2 separate regions of the Muntiacus reevesi genome follow, and region 2 is linked to region 1. Evidence: chromatin contacts called from public Hi-C data. All regions are on one chromosome and are shown on one strand. The core of a region is the stretch at or near the end of the contact, and the rest is flanking DNA. Distances in the headings are between cores, read along the strand shown. Region 1 holds the start of AGK (acylglycerol kinase). Region 2 holds the start of SSBP1 (single stranded DNA binding protein 1).

Region 1 (2,763 bases), core at 198-2,697:
GGTGAGAGAAGAGGTACCAAGCCAGGTTTGTACCTGGGCAACTTATTGAAGAACGATTTCAATCATGAGATCTGGGAAGTAGGTTCATGAAGAAAGGTGTTATATGTGGTGTAGGAGATGCTGAGTTTGAGATTCCCATGGGGGATCCAATGGAAATGATCAATGGGTATCTGGACTTAGCAGTTAGAAGCCAGGAGAAACTGGATAGAAGATATAGATTTGGGATTCAGTGTGAAGGAGGTCAAGATGGATTGCAGATAAAATACCCAGGGCAAGGACAGAAATTAGAGAACAATTTAAGAGTTTTAAGAGTCTGTTTTAAGGCCACCCATGACTCACTGGAACTGCCTGGCGTCACAAATGAATGGGTTTATGCATTATAAAACTAGTGCAGAAACATGCAAGCAGCCTAGAGCAGTGGAAAGGACACTGGTCTAAGACTGCGGCTTAGATTCAAGTCCTACTTTTGTCACTTATTGGCAGTGAGAGCCTGGGTAAGTCATTTAACCCGTCTCTTATGTTTTCATGAATAAATGCGGATCAGTTCAGTTCAGTCTCTCAGTTGTGTCCGATTCTTTGCGACCCCAAAATGAGGATACACCTGCTCTGATCAACTCATTTGGTGGTAAAGTTACCATTGTACCAGGTGTGGAAGCACTTTGTAAATATCTCCTTATTTAGGTCATCATCACAATATGCAACATATGAGTTACCAATGTATATGCTTTCTAAGTACCCAACAGAATTCCTATTCCCCAACCACAGTAAATATATATATATATATTTTATAAAAATAAATTTATTTTATTTTATAAAAAAATAAAAGTTGGCATATAATAGTCATTGGAGAAATAATGGTTGCACCGCTCATCCAAAAGGCATGTTTGCTTTTCCCCTAAGAACTCCCAAATTCCAATTGTATTCGACCCCCCTCACAAACGGTGGGGCTTTCCTTAGACGATGAACCCTCACAAAACAGGTTCTAACAAACAGAACCTAGTAACGCAGCTGAAATGAATGAATCAACCGACCAGAGACCAGTAACCCTATTTTGCAAATAAGTTAGCTGAATCGCTCTCTTCTCCCCACCCCACCCCCCACCTTACCCCCGTCCCCAAGAAAAGGAAAGGGTCGCACAAGTTAGCGACAGCTCTGGGGCCAGAGCCCAGGACACGTGCCTCCCGCAGGGGCAACAGGAACCCCGCCATCCGATGCTCGGAGCTCTCCCAGTGCCGCTCCGTCCGGCCCTCGCTCCCACACCCTCCGTCCGCAGCCGCGTTCCGACAGCGGCCACCTAGGCCCGGCCCCCGGGGCTCCGCCCCACACCCCCGAGTCCAGCGCGCCAGCGCTTGCACGGTCCCCGAAACCCGCTCCCGGCTCCCAGCGCCAGCACCGCCGCACTCACCACGGCCGGTCCCGCTCGCCGCCCAGCTTTTCCTGTGTGCTCCCTTAAGAGTCCCCCGCTCTTTGAAGGGAAACAGCTACCGCCGCCCTCGGGTTCCGCCGCGGGTTCCTGACGCGCAGGGAGGGCGCGGCCTGCAGGGGCCGCCGCCGCCAGGGGACTGCCTTCGGCTTTTGATCAAACATTTATTTGATCTCCATCCTTGCGGCTCAGACGGTAAAGCGTCTGCCTACAATGCGGGAGACCTGGGTTCAGTCCCTCTGTCGGGAAGATCTCCTGGAGAAGGAAATGGCAACCCACTCCAGTATTCTTGCCTGGAGAATCCCGTGGAACCGAGGAGCCTGGCGGGCCACAGTCCATGGGGTCCCAAAGAGTCGGACACGACTGAGCGACTTCACTCCTCACTCACTTATTCATCCATTCATCCTTACCACTTATCCCTCTGTCGCTCAACAATATTTTATGAGAAGCCTAAAAGGCAAGCACTGTTTTAGGGCCTGGCGCCCAATCAGAGAATTTTAGGCAGTGATATAAACCGCTCATTCATTATTAACATGAATTTGAGCAAACTCGGGGAGACAGTCGAGCGCAGAGGCGCCTGGCTGGCTGCAGTCCATGGGGTGGCGAAGAGTCCGACACGATTTAGCCACTAAACATGTACACAAGAAAATGAAAACAGGTGATCGAGAGTGGGTGGAGAAAACTATTTTAAGTTAGGCCTCTCCCGTTAAGGGGCAATTAATCTGAGACCTGAAGGTGAGAAGGAGCAGGTCAAGCAAGGTCCTCTTTTCTAGAGGAAAAGAGCCTGAGGAAGGGAACAATCAGGGCAAAAGCGGTAAAGTCTGAGGCAGTTTACCAAGTCAGGGGCCAGTGTGGGTGAAACAGAAAGAACTAAGGAGTAGGTGACAGGGTGAAGGCGGAAAGGTGGGCAAGACAGGCCAAGGTAGTAAGGAGCTCCGACGACGTTATAGACAACGGAATGGGAAGACCTGGAGGGTCAAGGGAATGACGTGATCTGATTTGCATTTTAAACACCTCTGGCCACAGTGTTCTGTTCAGTCACTCAGTCATGTCCTACTCTTTGTGACCCCATGGACTGCAGCACGCCAGACCTCCCTGTCCATCACCAACTCCCGGAGTTTACTCAAACTCATGTCCATTGAGTTGGTGATGCCATCCAATCATCTCATCCTCTGTCATCCCCTTCTCCTCCTGCCTTCAATCTTTCCCAGCATCAGATACAAATGAGTCAGTTCTTCGCATCGGGTGGCCAAGGTATTGGAGTTTCAACTTCAGCATCAGTCCTCCTTCCAATGCATATTCAGGACTGATTTCCTTTAGGATGGACTGGTTGGATCTCC
Region 2 (2,763 bases), core at 144-2,643, 190 kb before region 1:
GGTCAGAAAACAAACCATGTGATTTAAAAAAAAAAAAAAGCTGAAACAATTCTCATTGATTTTAGATCAATAAGGACTTTAAATGCTCTCTAACTGATCTCCATGCAAGTAACACGTTTTAAAAAGTAATTACTCTCATCACATATGTGAATAAACTAGAAACGTGGTGGTTTGTTGTTTTTTTTTTTTTTTTTTGCTTTAGTGAACATTATTTATTCAAGTGGTAAAGAATCTGCATCCCAATGCAGAAGATGCCAGAGATGCAGGTTCGATCTCTGGGTTGGGAAGATCCCCTGGAGCAGCAAATGGCCATCCACTCCAGTATTTTGCCTGGAGAAGCCCATGGACAGAGGAGCCTGGGTGGGCTACAGTCTATGGGGTAGCAAAGAGTCAGACACGACTGAGCTTACACCTACCACCAAAATCTGGCTCCAACCCTCATACCAACTAAGTACACATAAGATAGGTGGGCTCAAAGGACTTCTGCCTCTGCAGGCAAAACCCTAAAGAAATGTGATCACTATGGTTTATAGTAACACATCTCAACATTAACGTGAAGTGATTACCTGTACTACAGGTCTTCGAAACATGGCTTCTACTCTCTTTTCTTCCAATCTAATCTTTAGTCTTTTCCTGAAGAAAAAGAGATTATATCCTATAGCAAGAACACGAGTTCACTAAGTCCAAAATTCCTAAAGGCATTCAGGGCTTTTATGCAACCAACCTTGCGACCATAACATATCACGCCCCTGCACATTAGACAAGGATTTCCTCCCGCTCCCCAAAATCTCTCGTACCTGTTTTTTTGGTCCCCCTTAACTTCCTCTTCTTTTAACCCACATAAAAATTCTGATTCTACCCCAATTTCTATTCCACTGTTTTCTCACATTCAATTAAAACGCAAGTTTCCTTCTGGCAGAGATTCCTGCCTTATTTCTTCACGGTTACACCCAATACTTCTAAAACAGCTCCTAAGACAAAGTAAGAGCTCAGCAAATACTAAAATGTTATCATGGGGCTGCAATCTGGAACGTGCTGCCGCAAAAATTACTGCCTCCAATCCCGTCTGCAAAGAACAAGGCGATCCCTGGGCTTCTCCCTCTCACCGCTTAAATGTGCGGGTGCCCTTGCTCAAAGCTGACGCTCCCAAGCGACAACGTAAAGAGCCTGGGAGGTGCGACGATAGCAGAGGCCTCCGCGCGAAAAGAGGAGGTCTACACGCCGACAAAGCAACTCCTCCCGGGCCGCGAACAGCCGTACGCACACCTAACGCAAGACTCTGGCCTTCCGCCCTTCCTCCCGCCCTCACCTGAGGCTCTGGCCCGCACAGCCTCCAGGCAGGGAATCGCTTCCGGCTGCTGCCGGGACTCAAGGCTCGCGAGAAGGAAGAGCCGGAAAGTCCTCTGCGTGCATCGTGAAAATGCAGCCGGCCGGTGCTACGGGAAACACGCCTCCTTAACGCGGTAGTTCCGGGAGCCTCCTTCCGGACGGGAGCAATATATTAACACTGCCTATCGGCAAGCTAACCTGATTTTAACTTTTTAATGAAATGAAATTACTGTATTTGAAGAGCTTCCGGGATCCGCCCAGGACTCGGCAAGGTGAGCGAAAAAAAGGGTAGCTGCGCCTCTGGAAAAAACTAGAAAGGTTCAAGCCTCCCAAAGCAAGAAGAAAAAAACAGTAGCAACAAATAAAAATAAAACAGAAAAAGGAATGGGGAAAGAGCCGAAAGTGCACAATTTAAGGGTCACCAAAAAAAGGGGGGGGGGGGTATCAAAATAAATATTAGTGCAATATTTTTAAGTCAGAATTAAGGAACAAATCCATGAATAACATATAATTTGTATTAAATACAGTATATGAGCCAAGTAGATTCCTAAGGCACCAGGAAAAACGTGCGTGCCTATGTACAAGTTGTTATGTATTTGAACATTTCTTTCCCAGAACATTAAAATACTTGAAGAAATATTGAATATTTAAAAATTCAGTGTATTAAAACTCACAACACTGTTTTAAGATAAGTATTTTTTAATACCAAAAACAATTATAATTTTACCTTCCTACCTTGAATGGAAGTAAAACAATCGATAATATTTTCAAAAGCCTTTGATTACCTTATTTCCAATTGCAAGAATTTCCATCTCTGATAATTTTTCTCGAGGAAGTGGCATTCTTAATTAACTCAAGTTTACTGATCTTGACTTCATTTAGAATTCATTGTGGATTTCATTAATTTTAATAATTTTAAAATGAAATATTAGTCTTGAGTGTTGGGTTTCCTAGCCATCCCTTAAATTTTGTCTTGCACCCGCTAATCCTGGCCTTGGTGAGAGAGGGGAAAGAAGGCTGACAGATTGTAGGATACAGGCTGGGGGGCGCCTCCCCGGGCCTCTCCATCATCTGGTCCTGTCACTGTCCAACTTCTAGAAAACGTACACCCACATCATCCTAATCAGCAAATCTCCTCAGAACCCTACTTAAAACTCTTCAATAGCCCATTTTTGCCCTAAGAGGAAAAAATATCAACTATTTCATGTGATTTCCAACACATACCTTAACCCAGTCTTAACAGTATGACTTCCTTGTTGGTATATTTCATGATGCTTACCTGTTTTACTTCCACCTTCAACATGTTTTGTCCTGGAATCATACCATGTTAATTGCCTTCAGACCTTGCTCAGACATTAATCATCCTACATGCCTCTGTTTACTACTGTAACTTGCCCTCTGATGATTTCATATTTAAAAATCCTACTTTTACTT

The links. Hi-C and Micro-C count contacts between places; a contact is called where the count stands out from the background.
Region 2: a Hi-C map of muscle shows a contact between it and region 1, with 10 times the contacts expected there. The contact joins the promoter of SSBP1 here to the promoter of AGK in region 1. A contact is called at or near these places in 2 of 3 Hi-C or Micro-C datasets (blood and muscle).

Annotation. Positions count from the first base shown.
Region 1 is chr6:99,331,203-99,333,965 of mMunRee1.1, reverse strand. AGK (acylglycerol kinase) reads right to left here and starts at 1,447. Exons shown (of 17, transcript XM_065938703.1): 1 at 1,406-1,447.
Region 2 is chr6:99,518,047-99,520,809 of mMunRee1.1, reverse strand. It overlaps SSBP1 (single stranded DNA binding protein 1), which reads right to left and starts at 1,393. Exons shown (of 8, transcript XM_065939589.1): 1 at 1,310-1,393; 2 at 567-633. The coding sequence starts at 590.